Linked DNA regions of Triticum aestivum: region 2 is linked to region 1. A link is a contact called in public Hi-C data. All regions are on one chromosome and are shown on one strand. Each heading gives the region's core, a stretch centred on a gene start, on an enhancer-like site or on the middle of the called end of the contact. The rest is flanking DNA. Distances are from core to core; before and after follow the strand shown. Region 1 holds the start of LOC123159897 (serine/threonine-protein kinase RIPK). Region 2 holds the start of LOC123156351 (protein FIP1).

Evidence for each region. A called contact is a pair of places that touch in the nucleus more often than the background predicts.
Region 2: a Hi-C map of leaf shows a contact between it and region 1, with 4 times the contacts expected there. The contact joins the promoter of LOC123156351 here to the promoter of LOC123159897 in region 1. A contact is called at or near these places in 1 of 5 Hi-C or Micro-C datasets (leaf) and 1 of 1 datasets of contacts at active chromatin or transcription factors (leaf).

Annotation. Positions count from the first base shown.
Region 1 is chr7B:77,221,500-77,225,786 of IWGSC CS RefSeq v2.1, forward strand. It overlaps LOC123159897 (serine/threonine-protein kinase RIPK), which reads right to left and starts at 2,068. Exons shown (of 4, transcript XM_044577704.1): 1 at 1,604-2,068; 2 at 1,360-1,495; 3 at 1,114-1,250; 4 at 1-354. The coding sequence starts at 1,969.
Region 2 is chr7B:77,286,839-77,291,383 of IWGSC CS RefSeq v2.1, forward strand. LOC123156351 (protein FIP1) reads right to left here and starts at 1,882. Exons shown (of 14, transcript XM_044574481.1): 1 at 1,543-1,882. The coding sequence starts at 1,610. It overlaps LOC123156352 (UMP-CMP kinase 4), which reads left to right and starts at 1,931. Exons shown (of 10, transcript XM_044574483.1): 1 at 1,931-2,123; 2 at 3,113-3,159; 3 at 3,426-3,480; 4 at 3,596-3,713; 5 at 3,793-3,949; 6 at 4,083-4,163; 7 at 4,259-4,366. The coding sequence starts at 3,115.

The sequences.
Region 1 (4,287 bases), core at 818-3,317:
GTGCGCCACGGCCGCGGCGCCGCGCGCCGCCCGCGTGGAGTACTGCGACTCCATGCCGGGGTCCATGACGCGGTGCAGCCGGTCGTCGGCGCGGCGCAGGTAGGGGCGCGCCCAGTCGACGAGGTTCTGCTCCCGCCCGCGCCGCCGCTTGTCGACGGAGCGCCGGCCCGTGAGCAGCTCCAGGAGCACCACCCCGAAGCTGTACACGTCGCTCTTGGCCGTGAGGTGGCCCGTGAGGATGTACTCCGGCGCCGCGTAGCCGTGCGTGCCCATCACCCGCGTCGTCACGTGCGTGTCGTCCCCCTTCGGCCCCTCCTTGGCCAGCCCGAAGTCCGACAGCTTCGCTGCGTAATCCTGCAAATCCAGATCATCAAACCGAGGTCAGCAAATTACACTCTGAACTTCTTCTTTTTTAACTGAATTACACTCTGAATTTCTTCTTTTTTAACTGAATTACACTCCTAACTTTCAGCACAGATGATGGTGAGACCGAGATGATTATGTTAAGGAAATCTACTGTGTATTTGGCTATTTGCACATTGGACCTCAATAATGCCGCTGCTGTGCGCGTACCGTCTGTGCATTATAATAGTGGTTGGGATGTACACGTACTGTACCAGCTCGGGGTTAAAGAACTGTGCGGGCTTCTGACCAACTAGACAAATTGGTTTAGACTATGTGCAACAGCCGGCATCTAGAATCACCAGTAAACAAAGAGAAATTTGCGGCTGGCTAATTTTGTCGGGCGTTGCCGATGCAAAATCTGAATTTTCGCACGAGCGTGTTGGTTTCTCTGAATTCTAAAATTGAGCGAGGCCTTGACCCGGAACGATCGGACGCTACGTGCGGCCTGCGAGGCTAGCTGGCGTGGCGACCAGCAACCATAACAAAATTCAGGCAACTTGATCAAAATACAGCAAAGTCGACGGCGACTTGCTACCCACTTGCTCGACAAGATTGAATTCTGGCGCAGATGTGGTCTGGTACAGTTGTGGTACAGGTTTGGATTGGATCGGGAGATCGGATCGAGCGGGGGGGGGGGGGGGGGGGGGGGGGTGAACAGAGATGGATTGGATCGGATCGAGCGGGTGGATGAGCAGGAATGGAGCTCACCGAGTCGAGCAGGATGTTGGAGGCCTTGAAGTCGCGGTAGATGACGGGGGTGTCCGCCTCATGCAGGAACGCCAGCCCCTTGGCCGCGCCCACGGCGATCTTAAGCCGCGTCGACCATGGCAGCGGCGCCAGCGGATCTGCATCCATCACACGCCCAATCAATCAGCAACCCAGTCGATCGATCGTCGAACAAGAGATAAGAATGGAAAAATTACTGAGAATCATGTTGATGAACTGAGCGCTTACTGTTGAAGAGGTGGTTCTCGAGGCTGCCCCGGGGCATGTACTCGTAGACGAGCATGCGGTGGTCGTCCTGGTTGCAGAACCCCAGCAGCTTCACCAGGTGCGGGTGGCTCAGCATCCCCAGATACACCACCTCCGCCTGCTCGACCAGACACACCACACATGGTTAGATTAAGAGAAAGAACGAGCTGCGGTTGGCGATTGATTGGAAATCTTGCGGGCGCGGTGCGGATCAATCGGGACGTACCAGCCACTCGCGGTGCCCCTGCACGCCGTCGCTGTCGAGGTCGAGGTACTTGACGGCGACCTGCTGCGCGGCGAGGCCTGGGCGGAGGCCGCCGGCGACGCACCCCTTGTAGACGGGGCCGAAGCCGCCCTCGCCGAGGAAGTTGGCGGTGGAGAAATTCTTGGTGACGGACTTGAGCTCGTCCAGGGTGAAGGCGTGCAGGCTGGTGGTGGCCAGCGTCCGCGACAGGTCCTCCAGCGACAGCGACCGCAGGTTCATCACCGTGCGCCGCCGCCGCGCCCCCGGCGTCGCCCGCGCCTCCTGCTCCGTCTCCTCGTCTCCTCCGCCCGGCCCGAAGCACGCCAGGAGGCCCTTCCTGAACCCCATGGCTTACCCTTTCTTGCGCTCTGTTGTTCTGCTCTGCTCTTCTCTGCTGCTCCGATGAAGTCAATAGAGGGAGGGAGTGGTCTGCGACTTCTGTGCTAGGACAAGACGAAGATGGCGCGCGCGGCGCGTGCATATAAAGGCCGGAGTGGGCGCTCTGTCCTCTGTGTGTGTGTGTGGCTTCCTGGTGGGTGGGGTTGGAGAAGGGTCTCATTAACTTTTTTTGATTGATTAATTTAACAAGCCAAATAGAGCAGGTGGTGTAATTAGTGATTAGAAAGCTTGTAGGATCATTGGTGATGCATACGCACGAAGCTTATTTGTTTTTAATGACACAATAGAGACACAGACGCTCATGCATATACATATGCACATACACTCACCTTTATTAATGCATGTACGCACATCCTACTTCTATAAACATCTTTAAGAGCATGGTTAATAATACAGGCAACGGTCAGCTATAACAAGTTGGCATGTCATCTACAGTCAGCCTCTTAGCCGGCATGTACAATAGTAAGTTCTAAATATATACTAGTTTATCAATAGTTGGCACACCTTAAATCGTCACAAAGTGTCTTTGGTCTCGTGTTGCTGCAGGCTACTAATCAAGAACCAGCTTCTCTTCTCTCTCATCTTCTCTCTCCTCCAACTAAGTAAAGATATATTATTCTATTTCTTATAGCCTGCTTATGTCACCCTATTATACTTGCTCTGAGAGAGTCTGAGCCGGCATACCATCTTGAGATTGACGGAGTTGTCACAGACGCCTTCGCAGTGGACGAAATGTAGCCTCTCACCGAACGAACATCGCCGGATGGCCTGAAATAAATTCAGAAAAATATAAGGGTTCCTTGTGATGGAACCAACCCACTAGAGTTCAAATTCTAGCCTTGGCATGGTGGTCGCATTTTTCTGGATACGAGAAGCTTGGTTAGTTAGTCAGTTAATTAGTGGCCAAAAGCAGCTTCAGACGAATAATTAATAGAGGGCGAAAGCAAAGCAAAGCATCAAGGTATGAAAGGGGGTGACCTAGCTAAAGCTTTGGTGAATGGTGATGCATCATCCATGGATGATGGCGACTTCCCTTTTAATTAACGGTGACCCACCAACCATCCATTCAAACTTGCTTTCTCCACGGAGGGAATGGGATAGCATGGCAGGAGTGGTCGTTTGTGCTTATCATTAGGAGGAGTTGGTTAACCGTTCCTTACTAGTTTAATTCTGTCTTTTTTGTCCGTGTTCTTTAGATATGGGCGGATGAGGACAAACGGATGATCTTGCGATTCCCAGCACGGTTCGTTCGATGTTTCGTTCGGTGGCGGTATGAAATTGCAGTCCTCTCCTGCTCCGGTTAGCTGATCGATCTCTCCTTTTTCTTGTCAATGGCGCGCCTGCAGTTTTTCCGTCACAGCGTTTGGCTCTGTTCGTTTGTCATATTTATATATTGTTAGATTCGCTGTTCAGTTGGACAGTTGATGTCCAAGAGGCAAAGCAGCCGGTTTTAAAATTTTATAGGTGCTTTACGTGCAGAACAATCTGTTTCAGTTTTGCACGAGCAAGTAACCTAACCCCTTAAAACACTTTGATTCATAGGCTTATTGAATTCGTAGAAATAGAAGAAGAAGAAACGGCAGGAGTAGAGTGCCTCACATGTTGAATAGTTGTTTGATTGTGCATGCGGAAATAAGAGAATTCTTCAAATGAGGTTGGAGTGAATTAAAATTTTCATATGAAAACTAATACAAATGAATCATAATAATAGTTTATATGAATTGCAATTTTATAAACCGAACAAACCATATAGGAGCATTTTTTAAGGGCTAGAATCCTTAAAAAATCCTTTTGAGCGTTTTTTTAAATCAAAGAGGCCCAATTGAAAATAGATGGTGTTTAGCTGAAAAGCATGCAAGCATTTATTTTTAATATTGAGAACTACCATTGGTCTCTTGGTGAGGTACAGTTGTGAGGACATAACTCTACCCGCCAGGGTTTAAATGTTAGCGTTCACAAGATGGTGTATTTAGTATAATTTAGCAAGGACCGATGATGTATTCCCGATCCCATCATATATGTATGTGTGTGCAAGGTGGGTGTATCTTCCTTGTATAAAAGAAATGTGTTGTCTTTAACAAATACTCCATTATTGTATGATAGAGTATATATATACCTATATAATGGAAAGACAAGTGTCTGAACCACTGCATCTTGCATTAATGAACATAGCATAATTTGTTGCGAATGATGTCAAAGATGTTTTAACCAAAGAAATAGGCTTACAAGAGAGGGAAATGAAAACCACTTTACAAATTAACTGATAT
Region 2 (4,545 bases), core at 632-3,131, 65 kb after region 1:
CACACAAAATGGAAAAGGATAAATCCTGCTGCTGCGGCTTGAGAAAGCAAAGACTCTAATAAAAAAGTAAGACATGATTGGAAGAGTTTTTAAGAAACATAAACACATTCAGGAAAAATATCGTGAGGCGTATGTTCATTGCAATTGCACTATGAAATGTACCAAGTATAAGGACAACTAAGGTTAACGTCAACAAAAGAGAGAACACTAAACTATGATGGAAAATAAGAGCCTGTATGAAACATGACAGCACTGTCATTGCGTTGCAAAACTGTTGTGCATGGAAAACAACAAAACACAGAAAAATCAGGACCACTGCAGAACCCTGTGTGATCACTGCAATTATCAAACCTGAATGGTAAAAAATGAAACTACATGATAGAGACTAATATCTTTTTGTTCAGTAAATCACTACATATTTGCTTCTCTTGATGAAATGTTAACGCAAATGGCCACCAATAAAAGGTGGACTTATATGAAGAACATTTACAGTTTCTTTTCCTCAAAAAGCTTCTTTACGGACTATGTTGTTGTTCATGCAACAGCTCGTTTTTTAGTGATTGTGTGAGTGTGCTGTGGGTTGTGCCTTATCTAAGTATTGTTCATACAGCGTTCTTTTATATCATCGATGCAAAGTAATTGTGTTTCTCAACAAAAGAAAGATACAGAATGGAAATCTAAAACTGCCTCTATTTGTTTACTTATTAGATTTAGACAAGATACAATCATATATTCATGTACTTACATCAAAACAAATCATATATCATGCATCATCGCAATAATCACATAGACTATCAAGGTGGTTGACCACCTTAAACTCAGATTTGCTACATGGACATGCAACTGGTGCCTCCGTCACACACCAATGGGTCAAGAAATAGCCAAACAAATCAAACTCTGCACCGAGGGGGCAACTAACTCACAATGCCACACCGATCTTATGGCAGTCCCGATTCTCCACCAATCGGCTGTATCTAAAGTAATAAACTATGCCATATATATTGAAGCTGAGGTGAGAGGCAATTAATTAAGAAAGAAAGAGATGAAAGCTGCATCTACATATAGATACAGTGTCCTGTCCCAAACTCCAAAAATTGTGATTTGCACACAACCAATCAAAATATATGGTAGGGCAAAAAAATAATCTAGATGCATTTAATTTCTATACTAGAATCACAGTAGATAGCCCCACTGAAAAGGCAGTATATAAGCTTGTATCCAAATGATGACACAGCATTTTGCACACGGACTGCCCTCAGTTCCTCCCCAATCGTACTGACCGAATTCACACAGAGCTTTTAAAACCATATATGCAAAACATGCAGCAGAGCAGAGGCAGGTTGCTGTCCACGATTTCAGCAAATTATGATATGATTCCACCCTCGAAGAGGGGCTACAAGATCAGATCAGGGATCTGGTATGTTCCACAAGTACCATGACGCGATTACGGGGGCGGATCTCTGAAGTCAGATCGAACTCCTCCGCCACAAGCATGATTAGAGCGAGCGTCTTAGCTAATAAGGGTTGCGGCGACAGACTCACAGTGCTTCCCCTGCAGCGTCGTGCGCAGCCGCGGACGACGCCGCCGCGCCGCGCCGCTCGTGCGCCATCTCCTCCGCCGCCTGCGCCCGCCGACGCCGCGGCTGGAGCCGTCAGCGCGGCGCCCCCTCCCAGCACTTCGGAGTCGGATCGGATAGATGGTCGCCCGACGAGCAGCCGCCTGGACCACGCTAGACCAGCGCGGACTCTAGCGTCTCTGCGGGGTAGCGGTGCAGCGCCGCCGAGGAAGCCAGCGCAAAACGGCGAGAGGCGTGGTGGGCCCTCTCCACCGCGGAGCCGTTCCCCCGTTGGCCCTTGCCAACCGTTTGATCGCAATCCAACAGCTGGGAGACGGTCTGGTGAGGGCACCTGGCTGGCCATAACTGGCTCGAGGGCTGTCACTTTTTCAGCCGGGTCCTTTCCAAGTTCCTCCCGCCGCCGTCGCCGTCACCGCCGACCTCCTCCGCTCCTCCCTTCGCCGCCGCGCCTCCCTCTCCGTCCTCCTCCTAGACAGGTGCTGCTATCTGGCACCACTCTCGCCGATTGGACCCACTTCTAGCGACCCGCCCAGCTCGACAAGTAGGGTGCGTGTTTCTCGAACCTATTCTCTCTGCTCTGCCACACTTCTCATCCCGGTTTGATTGTTCTAGCCTATAGAGTAAGCTGTAGATCAAAATAAGCTCCATGGCTAGGTCTGCTTGCCTGTCTGCCTGATGGATTCATGGATGCTTTTAACCACAAAATTCGCTCTGTTTGTTGGGGAAAAGGTTCCCCAAAATAGTGAGATACTCTAACAGAGACCTAAAGTGGCTTACTGGTTAGGTTCTGGTGGAGTGATCTCCTGCGCTGAGCCGCGTGGCAATGGCAGCGTAGGGTGTGGATCCGACCAAGAAATAATCAAATAATAGAGGGTTGTGTACCACTAGCCACATCTAGGAGTGGTTGCTGTCATTTTTGTTGCCTTGTGTTCGGTGCTTTGTTACAGAGCAGCAAATCCAATATTTGGAATGAGCGGCATAGGGTTTGTATAAGTAATGCCAAATATAAGTGGTCAAGAGTGACTTTATGCACAGCGATGATTTGTGTATAAAATGCTAATGTATAAAATGCTAATGTATCGCGTACGCGTAGGCTAATACAACCCTGAAGAAAGAGTGTATATAGGCTTACAGGACTGTGCATGTCAACTTTTCTGTTTTGAAATGTTGATGGCTCATTTGCGTGCACAATTTATAATCAGAACTATGAATCAAGAAATCTAAGGGGAAATCATGATGAAAAATGAATAGCTGTAGGTACAATGAGACAAGATGGTTTGTCTATGTACTGTTACTGTAGCTGAAGCAAAATTATGGCCTCATTTGTTCAGCATTTCAAATCTTGAAAGCATGGAAATAAAGGAAACTGCAAGTTCATCACCCTTCTTGCTAGCTATTTAATTTAATTTTGCTATGCTGTGCTGCACTGCCAGTTTACAGTAGAGTAGAGCCTTGACACTTTCCCTCTTTTCTGCTGAGCTATCCAAAGTTTATTATCCATTGCTTGCTCAAACTGAGTCATGGAATGCTTGCAGCAATGAGCACAGCCGTGGATGCTTCAGTGCCTGTCGCCGAGCAGGAGGTATGTTTTTCACATTAGGGTAAAATTTGCAGTTGTTACTGGATTCCTAGATTGCTTTTGAGTCTTCATCTATTTATCCCATTGCTTTGTAGTTTAAAACTGTACATGACACTTATGTTATACATGCTCTTTAATATGTAAGGCAGGTTCCTTCAATCTCAATGTTCTATTTAATTTTGATTCCATTTTCAGTGTTACCAGTGAAGTTAATCCTGGATTAAATCCTCACATTCTTACTTTGATCGATTGAATTGCTTCTATTGCAGGATGGTACTGCGAATATCTTGGGTGGGAAGAAAGTTGCAGTTGTATTTGTTCTAGGTAACTTCTGTATTCTGTAACGATGGCTCCAACTTCTACATAGTGGAAAATGAGCTTGCTGTCAGTACCTATGGTGCTGACCATTCATGGTTCCTCATTTTATGCAAATCCACAGGTGGTCCTGGAAGTGGAAAAGGTACACAATGTAGCAATATTGTGGAGCATTTCGGATTTACACATCTTAGTGCTGGAGAGCTGTTGCGCTCAGAAATCAAGTCTGGTTCTGACAATGGGTAACAAACCCGCTTGACCCTAGAGGCTATATTCCTTGTTTTATTATAACGCTTACTTTGGCTTTTTTTTTTCCTACAGAACCATGATTGACAGCATTATAAAGGAAGGGAAAATTGTTCCATCTGAGATAACCGTAAAGCTCCTACAAGAAGCTATGATAAAAAGTGAAAATGACAAATTCCTCATTGATGGATTTCCAAGGAATCAAGAAAACCGTCTGTCATTTGAGAATGTTGTAAGGCTACTTTGTTTTTGGACTTCTATAAAATAATAGAGTTCCTAACTTCAAAATTATTTGGTACTTTGACCTTTTCCTTTTGTGTTTTAAAAGCAAGCTAACAACCTTTAATTATTTTACATTACTGCAGATAAAAATATCTCCTGAGTTTGTGCTATTCTTTGACTGTTCTGAGGAAGAGATGGTAAGGCGTCTTCTGGGTCGCAATCAGGTTAGATTTAATCTCTTATGTTTATTTGCTGGATTGTATGTGACATGATCTCTTCATTGCTTCTAACATTGTTTTCTTTTGTTGACCAACTGCAGGGAAGAGCTGACGATAACATTGAGACTATCAGGAAAAGATTCAGAGTTTTTGAAGAATCAAGTTTGCCTGTAGTTCAGTACTATGACTCTAAGGGCAAGGTTAAGAAGGTATATCCATTTTTTATGTAAAAGGATATGACACACTTCTGCATTAACAGCCACGCTGTAGAATTTTTTAGTATGTCTAGCAAATGCTTCTGTAGTTCAAGGTCTAATTGAGTGCAGTTGATGCCTGGAATATCAATAATAAGCACACATTAACTCAAGAATGTGGAAACAAGTAATTT